2 separate regions of the Mus musculus genome follow, and region 1 is linked to region 2. The links are chromatin contacts, called in public HiChIP or PLAC-seq maps. All regions are on one chromosome and are shown on one strand. The core of a region is the stretch at or near the end of the contact, and the rest is flanking DNA. Distances in the headings are between cores, read along the strand shown.

Region 1 (7,121 bases), core at 1,284-3,783, 150 kb before region 2:
ACACGTTCAGTCTTTCCTTTTTTCATTTTAAGTGTGCGCTCAAATCCCTGCCACGACAAAAATGCGCTCTCCATAAAGTCTGTCCCTGAGTTATAAGAGCTATGGTGTCCTGTCATCTCAGAGGTTTCAACTTTGTTTTTAACTTGTACTTTTGGAGTTTTATTTTAAGAGTAGAGTTGTTTCGCCTGTATGTATGTTTGTGCACCACATGTATGCAGTGCTCACAGAGGCCAGAAGAGGGCGTCAGATCCCTGGGCTGCCATGTGGGCGTGGGACATTGAACTCCAGGTGGACGGTGCTTTTAACCATGGAACCAGCTCTCAGCCCCGTTCCAGCGTTAATCTGACAACTGTCCTGTTCCCTGTTGAGGGAATAACTGCGCAGAATCGTTACTGCTTTAAACTATCCGTATTTTCGTGCTTTTTGAGAGAGAAAGAGTAAAATGCACACGAATACTTGAAACAAAGATAGACTTCTTATTAAGACATTAAAGCTCTTCCATCCATCATGTTAACTAGATGCTGTCTAGAATAATTTTTCTCAAGTAGAAAATCTTCTGAGAGAGAGGAGATGAGTAGCAGCTATTATTATTTTCCCCTCCTAATTCTCCTAAGCATTAGGTGTAACGGGGCCTGGCTAATCGGCTGAAGGGTAACAAAGAGAGCACCCAAGGTCCTTATGTAGTAGCTACGTTTTATACTAGCTAGGGATTACTTGCAGTCTAGGACTCCCATGAAGAAGATCAATGCTTGGTGACAGATATTTCATGGTGAAACATTTTTCATGTGGGTCCTGTTTAATTCTTCGAGCTTTGTATTCATCTGTCTGTGCATATAACTGGAGGGGACCAAAACTCACATTGGAAATTAGGAATATTTGTCATGTGTATACAAGTTTAATTTTTTTTTTCCTGGTGACTCTTGTCTCAGCGAAGACAACTCATTCTTAATTTAAGAAGGCCTGAAAATCTTTCTGCCAGCAGCGCTGGTTTGAACGTTTGGATGCAGTGAGCATGGCAGATTCCATGGTAGCTGTGGGGGCATCAGGCTGGACTCTGGCTCCAGTAGGTTCAGTGACCCAGCTATGTCTTCTCAGTTTATTCAGTGTTTGGAAAATGAGGCTCCATCTTGAAGTCCTTTGCATTCCCTTCCTACTTAAAGATTTGCATCCTAATTACGAAGTCTACTCTTATCTCAGAGTTGAAAAACAGAACTTAATCATTTGTTCTCCAGCTGGGCACCAGTGAACCCTGGGCAAGCAAACCACAGGAAAATAGCCAGACACGGGCGCCCAGTTCACACCTGCCCAGTGCACACCTGCAGTACAGAAATCCCCTCCTCTGTCTGAGCTCGATGAGTAAATCCTTGTTTTTGTAACAGTGACTGACTTGGGAATATGATCTCCATGGAAACTGCTGCCTGGGTGAACCCTTCCGTTGCATTTGAGCATCTATTCCGCATTTGCATGCCATCTTCATTGATGGGACAGGTAGATCTTCCCAGTTGTCAGATTGCAAGCCAAATCCTAAATTAGGTGCAACACCTGAATGAACACAGCAGCGGAGGAAAGGAGACAGGGTTGCCATGGCAACCAGGAAATGTCATGGCTTCCCACAAACGTTATTTCAACTGTCATTGTGAATTTCCACAAATAAGTAGTTCTTATACTTTTCAACTCTGGATAGAAATGAAGTGACATTCTGGGTTTTTCCTTAAAGGTTTAAGATATCTGTGGTTGTGTTTCTTCTTCCGCTATACCCCAAACCCATAGCTATCCACCTGATAGTTCAGAAATACAGCAGCCTTTCAAAGGCTCCGTGGCCTCTTTCTTCTTATCATGCTTATTTATGGTGTGTGTGTGTGTGTGTGTGTGTGTGTGTGTGTGTGTGCACGCGCGCGCGCTCGCGCACGCGTGTGCATATGTGCTGAACACTTACATGACGGGCAGAGGACACGTTGTAACAACTGTTTCCTTCAACCACGCAGGTCCTGGTGTTCTCAGAATCACGGGTCCCCCTCATCTCCACTCCAGAACAGTTGTGGGGAGCTGGGTCTGCAAGGAGGAAGTCCAAAATCTTCTGCTATTTAAACTTCCAGCTTCCAAACAGGACTCTGTAAGCTAGTTTTTAAAGATGACTTAAAAATAAACAGAAGTGAATAGAAGTTTCCCAAAGGCTCACTGATCCCAGTAACTTATGCTCCTGGGAAGGGCTTCCGCCTGGTCTCCAAATCAAGGGGGTACACTGTGTTACATGTGTTGTCGTTCCTTCCAGCCTCCAGTGTACCAAAGTTCTAGAGACTCACCATGGAGAATGGTGGAGTAGTGGACCCTGAGCATCTTCTGATGGGTTGTCTAGAACTGCCAACCCAACAAGATGGATCTTCTCGGGCAACTTGATATGACTGAGAGAACTTAAAAACAGAGCAACTGTGGTCTGGTTTGGAAATTTCAGGCAGAAATATAACTTGTTATAAACCAGGGGGGTGGGGTGGGGAGAGAGTGTTGAAATGACTCGTGACTGTGAGCCAGGGGTGGTTTGGACTTTCTGTCTCATAGGCAATTTCGATGTCTTCCAGAAATGCCTGCCCCACTTCTCATGGTGGAGTGCTCCCCATGTTCTGACAAGAAGAACGCTCTGCAATGAAGCATATGCCGTCCCTGCTCTCCAGGAAGGCTGGAGATGAAAAGAGCAAGCAGGCATACACATTGTTTTTTTAATGTGCACGTATGTGTGTAAATTTAGAGCCGTGTGAGCCTCTAAATTTACCCGGTGCTTGCTCAACATTCCGTTTCCTGTGTGAATTCATTCTTAGGTTGGAAGCAACTTCATTATCAACACATTCAGATTAATTCCTGAGTCACGCCTGGCTTTTCCTCTTGGAAGCAAATCACTAAGTCTTTCGAGAGCTGCCTGCCGTTGGACCATTTTTCAGTCCAAGTGTTCCAGGATAAGATGGCCTATGAAGGGCAACTGCAGTGACTCCACCTCTGATGTATTACCTGGGCTGAGAACCCCAAATCACACAGGGAAAGAAAACCATCACAACTCAACAGAACCACCACCACCTGATAAGCGTCTGCTGGGTTCTAGCCATTGTCGCAGCATTAACCTTCTGCACCCAGTGTAGCAACACTGGGACTTTGATTTTACCTTGAGATGGTAGAACTTGTCTTAGAGATTAATTTTCACAGGTCTCACACACAGCCTTCATTTAGTGCTGAGGCTAAGACGTGAACCCGAGCAAGTCAGGCAGATTCTTCAGCCAGCTTTGTACTGAGCTATGGTATGCTATTGCCAGTTAGCAAACCGTGTGGTGTGGTATGGCTTTGCTTGTACCTGTGAGGTTACCATTTTTTAATGCTTATGTTCGAATAGATTGTACGTTATTGTCAAGGCAGTGAGAATCTTTCATAATACATATACACAGAGGTCAGAGGGTGGCTTGTTGGCAGTTGGTTCTCTCAACCATTTAATCCTTGGAATGAAACTTTAGGTCCTCAGGGTTAACAACTGGTGGCCTTACCCACTGAGCCATTACACACACACACACACACACACACACACACAGAGAGAGCCTCCAGCGATCCATGTCAAGTTCGATCCCCAGGGTGGGGCATTTCTTTGAAAATGCAAACACTGTTATATTTCACTCTCATTTAAAACTATGTAAGACTCTTGTGTTACCCATAAACTGTAAATATAACCCTAACTCCTTAATCCCTTTGTAAAGCCATTTACACTAGGGATTTAACTGCCCCGAAAGGAGCAAGGAGTGCTCTCTCTCACATACACCCTGAGATAAAAACTCCAGTGAATCCTGGCTACAGTGCCCCGCCCCCTTTCCTTAAGCCACGCCCCTTTCCTTACAGTTGCTCTTTGGCTGTCAGCTCTTGTTAGCTGCGATGCTCTGCCCCACCTGGCTCTGCAAGCCTTGTCAATACTCAGGTCTTTTCGAGAGATGTCTCTGCAAGTCTTCCTGACCCGCCCTGAACAGGCTGGGTAGCGTCTAGTCTATTTCCCTTGCCACGTGGAACTGTCATGGAAGCCTCATTTGCATCTCAGCTGATTTTGATTCGAGCTGTGATTAAACCAGGAATCCCTTGAGACCAGACAGCATGTGTTTTCTGTCTAGTGTACCCAGGACTGTGTGCCACATGGGTTCTCAGCAGGAGTTAATACCTATGCACTCAAACTACAGGCCTCAGAGAAGTTTGTGTTGATGGCACTTCTCGAATCTTCTGTCTTCTCTGCACCTCTTATTTGTCTCTCTTCTCTCTCTCTCTCTCTCTCTCTCTCTCTCTCTCTCTCTCTCATCTCATCTCATCTCTGTTTCTGCCTCTTTTTTGGGGGCCTGTACAAAAAGTTAGAACTCACTGCTCACCTGGCAGTTACCTGCATGTTCTGGGGAACACACCGTCCAAATACAAAATGACTCATCAGAGACCATTTCCAACCATTTCCTTTAGGGGCTCAGAGCCATGAGTCACACAGCCAGCTCTCCACAGTAGGGAAGAAAAATCCCATTTGTTAGGAGCCCAGAGATATATCACTTCAACTGAATTAACTCAGAATTCTTCACAGTTCCCAGAGCCACTGAATGTACCTTGAGACAGAAGAAACTTACTCTGTGAGGGTGCCACATTCTTATTAATTTAGTTTTTAAAGACAGTGTCTTATATAATCCAGGTATAACCTCTCTTGGAGGAGACATGCGGGAAGAAAAGAGAGGAGACTGTATGATGTTGAAGCTAAAATTATTTGTTGTGGCGATTTCTGGGCCACACTACAAAGTCAGGCTCTGATGTTTAAGCACATAAAGATTACTTTAATAATTCTTTATTCTTCTGCAAAGAAGAAAGAGAGAGAGAGAGAGGGAGAGGGAGAGAGAGAGAGAGAGAGGAAGGAAGGAAGGAAGGAAGGAAGGAAGGAAGGAAGGAAGGAAGAAAAGACTAACAAGAACAGAGAATTTTGTAAGTGGGCAGTCTTTGCCTGTCAAAAATTGACCTTTGAGAGGTGAACTATTCTGAGTTCTCCCTCAGTTCCATAAGGGCTAAATGAAACAAGACAGAAAAATGAGAATCCTCTCTGTGCTCAGAAACCTAGAGAACAGACCCCTCTATTTCCCCATGTGGAGCCTCTGACCCACTCATAGCTTCTGGAAAGCTCCAAACTGCCCAGTGCTCCCCTGCCTACAGTGAACCATTAGTCTTCTGAACTTTCCAAAGGCTCCCCAAAGTGACCAGCCAAATACGCGAGCCTGTGGGGGAATGCCTTACACTCAAACCATAGCATTCCATCCCTGGCCCCGGCGGGCTGCAGAGCAGCTCCGAATGCAAAAATACTTCCACGGGACTTCAGAACGCCCTCCATCTTAAGGTTGCCACGGCAAAGATATCTAAGGTCTCTTTTGAGAGTCAAATTCACCCTTTAACTATGAGCCGACGGAAAAATCCAAGACCAATTTATATCCAGCTAACACACAACGGCACCAAAAAAGCCACCTCATTCTCAAGGAGAGGGGGAGATCGGACAGAAACAAGACGGAATCCCTTCAGGGCAAACACCAAAGACCGCAACTCCACACCAGTGTCTGGTTTATGGTGGCATCCCCTGGATTCCAATGGCCTTGGGTACAGCTCTACAACTCTGTTGCACACATAGCTTCTTTCTTGGCTAGCTCCACTCAGGACCTTGGGGCTGGCAAGTTCTCATGATCTTCGCATCTCCAACATTGGTCTCTTGTTGGGTTTTCCCTGATACACATTCTCCAGCCTTACAATTTGTTTTTGGTTTTGTTTTGATTTTATTTTTTATTTTTATTTTTCATGGTCTCTTGGTGCAAGCATCCATGGTCCCGAAATTCTTGCATCATGAATGCCTGCAACACCAGGACCCCATAGACTCCACCAAGCTGTGCTCTCTGCTGTCACCTTACGATGTAGCCTGAGCACCTTGCACCACAGCACCAGTTCAGTCTGTGGGCCTCTGTGTCCTTCCAGCCTTGAGCAGGGCTGGAGAGATGGCTCAGTGGCTAAGAGCACTGACTACTCTTCAGGAGGTCTTGAGTTCAAAATTCCAGCAACTACACAGTTGGCTCACAACCATCTGTTAATGAGATCTGGCGTCCTCTTCTGGTGTGTCTGAAGACAGCCACAGTAGACTTCCATATAATAAATAAATAAATAAATCTTTGGGCTGGTGCGAGCGGGACCAGAGCAAGAAGGACCTTGAGCGCTTGCCACACTGGACCTTAACAACCTTGGTGTAATCACCCATCCGCCTTGGTTGCATGTGCAAGTTCCTACAGGAACTTAGAGGAATAGACTGCCCGCTGGCCTTGCTTTGCAATGTAATTCAGCTGATACACAGGATGGGGTCTGTGGGCTTGCTCTATATAAACGCAGTGCTGAATATTAAACTTGGAGCCTTGTCCTGGCTTCATTCTCCTCCTCCTGTCCCCTCCTGTCCTTTTCTTTTCCAGCTCCCCTTTCAGGTAAACCCAGTTCATCCTTGGCCGCTGGACAGCTACAGGGCTTTGAGAATGACCTGGGACAAATATTCCCCTAAGGTACCCTGCTCAAGCAGGGAACCTCTACTGCAACATCCAATGTCGAGATACCCCCTTTTAAATGAAGTTGCTGTTTTATACCCTGGAACATGGAATAAGTGGTTTTGTTTGTTTGTTTGGTTGGTTGGTTTGGTTTGATTTTGCTTTTAGTGAAACCTTTTCTATCACCCTGGTGCGAAGTTCTGGGTTTCCCTTTAACTGTGGCTCTTCAGCATCTGCAGCTGCTCTGATCTGACTTGTCCAGCTCTGTGCACAACTTTACACAAGTTCTCATTCCTTTCCAGGTCTCAGTTCTTATTTAAAAACAAAATTCCACCCCCTTCCTCCCGACTCCCCTCCTTTGTGGCCTGAGAGTACTGAGTGGTAACCGTGCTATGATCTGGATGTTAATCTGTCTGGAAATTTCCTCTGCCAAATTAATCAGTGCATTACTTTCTAACCCAGCCTCCGGAAAACTTTCAGGACACAGGCAGGGCCACAGCCAGCTTCTTTGCCTGCATGTGACACAAATGGCCTCTAGTCCCATTCCTATCCAAGCCTTTGTGAGCCAGG
Region 2 (6,868 bases), core at 2,175-4,674:
GATCCCAGTTTACCTGTCAGCTTGCTTGCCTTGCCAAAATGGCAGGCTTCAGATTCAGTAAGAGAACCTATCTCAAAAAGTAAGGCCTTCGCCTTCATGCAGGCAGCCGTGCCTGGTGATGGCCCGTCTTTAATCCTAGCATTTGGGAGGCTGAGGCAGGCAGAACCCTCAGAGGCTAGCCATGTCTAGTCAGTTCCAGATGGGCCAATGCTACATGGGGAAGCTTGTCTCAATGAACAAATGAATGTGAAGAAAGAGACTCAGAAGAGGAAGACACGCCTCTGGCTCAGAAAGACAAATATTACATCTCCTCTAAAGTAAATAAATAGCTGGGCAGTGGTGGCGCACACCTTTAATCCCAGCACTTGGGAGGCAGAGGCAGGTGGATTTCTGAGTTCAAGGCCAGCCTGGTCTAGGGAGCGAGTTCCAGGACAGCCAGGGCTACACTGAGAAACTCTGTCTCGAAAAAACAAAAAACAAAGCAAAACAAAAAAGAAAACAAATAAATAGGAAGATTCGTTTGAGTGCATGCGCCTGTGCACACACCACCCTGCAATGCCACCCACACACCTATAATTAATTAAAGGACTCTTGTAGATGTAAAACAGAGAGCTCTAGTTTGAGTCCTCTTTGTTCACAACCAAAGGGAAAACTCTAATGATGTACAGTGTCTCACCTTTGTCCTAAGGGTGTTGTGGGTTTTTTTGGGGCGGAGGGAGAAGTGGGGGGTGGGAAACATAAATATCAAACTTGAAACCTGCATGTCCCCAGGGACTGAGCTAAGTAGAGAAAAGGTCTTGCCTTACTAAACACTTTGGATGAAATGCTGACAGATGTGGGACTCAAAACCTCAAAGTTAAAGTGCGATGGTACACGCCCTTAATCCCAGGGCAGCAGAAGCAGAGGCAGGAGGAGCTCTGTGAGTTCAAGGCCAGCCTGGTTTACATAGCCAGTTCCAGGTCAGTCATGGCTTGTTACAGGACTGTCTCCAAACACACAAAAACTGCAAGTTACCTTCATTCGACTTGCCATCTAGGATTCTTCTCTTGAGACAATTAAGAGGTAGAAACACACTTCATACTATCAACAAACTGACCAGGAGGGGCACAGAATTCACTTCAGGTACTTTGTGTCGGCTACTTGAGAATGGCAAGATCATATAAGCCGTAAGCATGTTAAGGATAGCTGGCATGACACTGTAAATCATTATTTTCTGAGAAAGGTTTTGCTGTATATTCCAGGCTGGCCTCGAACCCCCAATCTTACCATCTTGGCCTCTGGGAGCTGGTGTTAGAAGTATGCACCACTACATCTGAAACTTCTGGGTCTTACTAGGTGGCCCCTCCTGGAATTCACTATATAGACTAGGCTGGCCTTAAAGAACTCAAAGAGATCGGCTGCCTCTGCCTCTCAAGTGTGTTGGTATTAAAGGAAAGAGACAACAGGGCCCAACTAACAAATTAAAATGTTAAGGCTATGCAGCTTGTGGTTTTAAGTGGTCCCAAGTATCAATTAAGAAAATAGGGAGAACAGTGAGTTCTCATAGAACAGGTGAAAACACTCACCTGTCTTTACCCATTAATCACGTAAACATTGTAATCAAAAAAAGTTTTGCAGGGAGCCTTTATTCCCAGCACTTGACAGACAGGCAGGTATCTATGAGTTAGAGGCCAGCCTGGTCTACTTAGTGAGCTCTGGGGACAGCCAAGGTTACGCAAAGAGACCCTGTCTCAACAAATTCAAAAAGAAAGATCAACAACATCAGCTCATCATCACGAGGCAGCAAATGAGGCGTTAATGAGGAATCGCACACACAGGGCTGCAGATGCTGCTCGGCTGACAGTGCTCACGGAGAACACGCAGAGCCAAGAGTTGGATCCCGTTACCACATCACCAGGGGTGGAGGCAGAAGCTGCAATCTCAGGGCTTGGGAGGTAGAGAGGTAGGAAGATCAGAAGTTCAGGGTCATCTGTGGCTACAGAGTGAGTCTGAAGCCAGCCTGGTGAACATGAGACACTGTCTCAAAAGACACATACAAGCAAGTCAACAAACAAAAAACCCAAACAAACAAAAACAACAGAGAGAAAGAAAGAAAAGGGGAAAAAAAACAAAACAAAACCTGAGTTAAACGTTATTTGTCCTCTTAGCTCACAATCACTGAGAAACTGGGCTTGGTAGTATATCATAGGACTATGTAATGCTAGCTCTTGGAAGCAGGAGGATAACCCTAAGCTCTTAGACCAGCCTGGTCTACATAGTAAGACCTTTTCTTAAAATACCAAAAAGGAAAAGGAGGTAGGGGGAGGAAGGTCACTGATAATTGTAATATAAGCCAGGTGCGGTGGTGCAAACAAACCTGTAATACAATACGGGAGGATCAGTGGTTCAAGGCCAGCCTCAGACATAAACATACCAGATGACACTTCTTTGGAACCAAGATACCATGGGGGGTAGGGGGGCGGGCAGGACAGGCTCTGCTTGCTGAGGCTAAGTTCCTTAGCCTCTCTGTGAAACAGCACTACAGGACTCACATTGACTTGATTAAGTGGGGATTAAGTGTTGCGTACACAGATATTGTTTATTCTCCTAAGTCTGCAGGTCTTCACGGAGACCCGAGTGTCAGATCCCGAGGCTGGAGTTCCAGGCAGTTGTGAGCAGCCTGATGTGGGGAGGTGCTGGGCTCTGAACAGCGGGGCTCTCAACCTGAGCAAACTCTTCAGCCAGGACGTACTTAAAAACAACCCTGCCAAGATTGATTCTCAGAGAGCAAGCTACAACAGAAGAGCAGTTTAACCACGTGCAAAGAGAGAAGAAACTGTTCATCTGCCATCGGGGGTTCTACAAGACCAGCGGAGGCGATGGCAGGCAAGGGTTTTGAACATATGCTGGTATTCACAGAATGGCTCTTGGGTGACCTACAGAAAGCATCATTCTCTCCAGTCCTAATCTATAGGAAAGGTTATAGAGAGATTGGAACTAAGATTTACTCATTTTATTCCTAGGGAGCTAACTACCCAGAGCGGATGGTTGTGTGTACCTGGGGGCGGGGCTGGAGAGAATAAATATACCAAATCTCGTCACTCATTTTCAAGCTTGAGACACCAATATTGAACAAGGTGTTAGCATAACCCAGGAAGACGAAATACCGCAGGTTGCGACTTCCCTGTGGGAAAGGGTGGCTCCCGGTATCTTCACCAGGGCACCTTGGACCACACGCTGCTCCCAAGGATCAGGGCCAAGTCAAACAGAGTCTACAAGAATTCTCCATTGTCCTGGGGGGGCGGGGGGGGGGGGAGAAGGGGCAGATGGCATGGAGGAGGGAGAAAAGGAAGCATCCCAGTGAGCAACTGAAACCAAAACTCAGAGAGGAGGAGGCAACAACCGGACCAAGCCAGACACCCTCTGCCCCCGTGAGCCAGAACAGGCTCCGCAGGAAGGGCACTCACTCCATACATACAGCAAAACCTAAATGCCGCTTTTAGTGGACAGAGAGAACAGTCAGAAAAAGGGTGAATCATCTCAGGCGGTTAACAAAGACCAACCGGGAACTTCCAGTTCCGGGTCTTATTTATAAGAACTGAAACAAAAACAAAAACAAAAGGGATTTGCATACAGGCAGGTTAGAGACATTTGCTAAACTCCCTTAGTAGTTTTTGGATGCTACTTTACGGACTCACATAATGAGAAGGGAACACACAGTGGGTCAGCTGTTGTCTCAGCCGGTGTGGTGGTCAAACACCTATAATTCCAGCACAAGGCGCCAAGGATGAATTTTACCCCAAAAGACTAAAATGAGTTGGCCTCTTCCCTGCAGGGGAGAGATAAGAAAAAGGCTGCCAAGGACAGATAAGGTGGGAGCTGGTCCTACAGAGATTGTGCACAAGTGCCCAAGGCTGTCTGAGGAGAGGGCGGGGTTGGAGGCAGAGGGGTACAAGACTGTCATGGCCACCTTCAATTCCACTCTTAAAATGTGGCCTGCTTCCCCAAATCCTAATTACTTTCTGTTTTGCTGCAAGATCTGGGGCTGTAATGCTGTGGGAGCAATATGCATTAATGATGGCTACTGCTATAAAATAAAAAAAGACTTTCAAAGAACTTGCTTGTATTTCTCAATTTGGGGATGATTAATTTTTCAGTAGCTTCATAAGGCATAAATTATAAATCTTTGACTGTTACTTCATAGCTATCCCAAGCCAAACCCAGAGCATTTATTTTTCATTAATCAATGTTTTGTAATAATTAGGTTAGTTTTGGAAGACTGACAATGAACTAGGCCAGTTGCCCTAGGGATAGGACAGAGGTCTTAAATCATACAGACAGACCTGACAAAGGGGTGCTGCCTGCCTGGGCTTCCTGCAGGAAAAACAGGTAAGGAGTTTAATAATTTCATGCATCTGACTAAATACCTACTGTGACATTATACTAGGATTAGAAATAGCTCCTTTCTGTTTAAAGGCATTTTGGGAGAATCTAATTTATTATCTATCTATCAATCCTATCTATCCATCCATCTATCTAGTTTTTTTAAGACTGGGTCGCACTACGTAGCCTGGAACTCAACGATGTTTAGATCAGGTTGGCCTTGACCATGGGAGACCTGCCTGCCTCTGCATCCTGAATGCCGAGATTTAAACATACCCATCTCAAATCAGTACTTTTGACTTTTCCAAGATCTCTTTCAATGTTAAGGCATTGCATGTATAGACAAGAAAATACTTATTTCTAAGGGTACTCACATACTCAACTTTCCTATGTTCTGGTATTAGTTTAAAGTTGAACTAAATTTGTCAAAAAAAAAAAAAAAAATCCATGGCCTATAATGGGCCTACATTAGATTGGACCAGGCCTACTAAGACAATTAAGGATCCTAGGGTGGTCCACAAAGCCTGCCTGCCTTCCAACTACTGGCTATGGGTATTCTGGGGGAGGGGCAGTCACTGGACCCTGAACTGGGAATTCACCAAACTTTTGATTTGAGGTAAGTAAGTTAATATCCGCCAAAAATTAAAGAAACAATATTTTAAAGGTGGCCTTAGGGTCACATCAAATACATAAAAGTCCTGTGAAGAATGTGGTTACATGTGGTTATAAAGAAACCACTGCTGGGGAACCGCTGGCAGGACCCAGTCTCCTCCTCCCAGGTGGCGCTACCTGCTTACCAGGCCTCAGCCCTTTGGTCTAATTATTAAAAAAAAAAAAAAAACTAGTTTCCAGTGTGTGTCAGGGCCTTGACAGCTGTCACCTTGCACATTTAACCTGGTTGACACTTGTGACATAAATGGAAATTTGAACCAGGAAGATGCCTGCCTGCCCTTCAAAGTGTGTTCCAGGTGACCTCAAGTACTGCTTAGGCAAGAGTTGAGATGGCCTTGCTGGCCTGTGGCTTTATGATCCCTCACACTAATGCCTAATACTACGATTCTTTTGAAAAAAAAAAAAAATCGATTACATGTTTACAAATTACAAGCTTAAAAACTCTTACAGCAGTTAGAGCCTGGCCCAGTCTACAGAGTGAGTTCCCGGATAGACAGGGCTACACAGTAACGCCCTCCCTCGAAAAATCAAAAACAAAACCACCCAAAACAAAAACCGACCGTTTCATATGGGCTATATAAAGAAATGTAAGGAATAAATTTAAGAGTGAGATGGAAACCCCTAACACTTGCTATGCAGACACTTTTTAGGGAAAAATAGAATCTTTTTGGACAATTTGGAGTGTCTTTTAATTTTTTTGAGAACTGTCTCTTTGTAGCCCTGACTGGCCTAGAACTCGGGGAGAATTCCTGCCTCTGCCTCCCGAGGGCTGAGATTCAAGGTGTGCACACCGCCGTGGATCTTTTAAACAATTCGTGAGAATTTCATTTCAACCGCATACAGCGATGCGAATTTTAACCTCACCATCTCGATTCGTCACTTCAAGTTCCACTATAATCTGTCTAACAGGGGAAGGAAAATGCTCCAAGAAACAGCAGTGCCATACTGGTCTCAGTCTGGAAACTCATTTCTCTGAGCCTCGGTTTCCCCTCCAGTAACAGAGGGGATGAGAGGAGACCCGGTGTCTCAAAGGCCTAGTCACGCCTGTGGGACACCGGGCCCCTTTCCAACTCCAGTACAGCAAGCTGGCCCCACTCTAGAGAAAGCCCGAGGCCCCGAAGCCCCCACCCCACCCCACCTCACCCCACCCCCACCCCGGGGTCCCCCTTCCCATCGAGCGCAAAGGCAGACACGTACCTCCTGGGTTAGATCAGCAAGCCAAGTCTCGCCGGGAGCCTCCTACATCTCAGGCTACCTCCCCGTGGGCTGACCCTGCGCTCGGCATGCTAGTCTCTAGTCCTAAGGTTAGCTCCCACCCTTCTAAGGTCTCGCTGCTCCGAAAAAGAAAGGTAACTTTCCTTGGCTCCACCTCCAGGCCTGTCCTACCGCCTGGCCTTCAAAGCCACATTTTTAAAGCGCTGTTTGCACAGCCTGTGTCCGGTCCTCTCCCTCCCACTCACTCCTCCTTTGACTTTAATTTGGCTCCCAATCGCATCAAACCCGAAGACGTTTGTCAGTAAGTCACCACTGGCTCCTTGGCTTCCTTTCAAAGGCCGATTCTCGTCCTTTCCAGCTGCTGTTGACCGTACGTCTGCTACGCCCTCCTGAGTCCGTGTCACCGGCCCCGCTGGGTCCTGTCCTCCCCTGGAGCCTTTGCCGTACCTCTCTTCTCTCCCAGGGCACTCCCTCAAAGTTGCTCTTTCTCAAGGCCCTCTTCCACCTTGGTCTCAATCACCCTCAAGCCTATCTTACCCCAGAGAGTTCTGGCTTTGGCTTCAGCCAGATTGTAAATGGCTTCTCTTCCCTAGACTCAGGAGGAGGAAGACAAAGGACC

What was found. HiChIP or PLAC-seq counts read pairs in DNA pulled down with a chosen protein or histone mark.
Region 1: an H3K4me3 HiChIP or PLAC-seq map of bone marrow-derived macrophages shows a contact between it and region 2, with 2.9 times the contacts expected there. The contact joins two enhancer-like sites. A contact is called at or near these places in 6 of 115 datasets of contacts at active chromatin or transcription factors (bone marrow-derived macrophages, embryonic stem cells, large pre-B cells and 2 more).

Annotation. Positions count from the first base shown.
Region 1 is chr15:97,529,468-97,536,588 of GRCm38.p6, reverse strand. No RefSeq gene overlaps it. Among named protein-coding and RNA genes, the nearest start is that of Gm41394, 87 kb to the left of the region's middle. Within about 2 kb of position 2,533, at least 14 of the 459 cell types and tissues checked have an H3K27ac peak or open chromatin away from gene starts, as enhancers often do. A contact at or near this core is called in bone marrow-derived macrophages, where this site is marked.
Region 2 is chr15:97,376,652-97,383,519 of GRCm38.p6, reverse strand. The region is part of intron 5 of Pced1b (PC-esterase domain containing 1B); the gene reads right to left. Among named protein-coding and RNA genes, the nearest start is that of Gm33325, 23 kb to the right of the region's middle. Within about 2 kb of position 3,424, at least 55 of the 459 cell types and tissues checked have an H3K27ac peak or open chromatin away from gene starts, as enhancers often do. A contact at or near this core is called in bone marrow-derived macrophages, where this site is marked.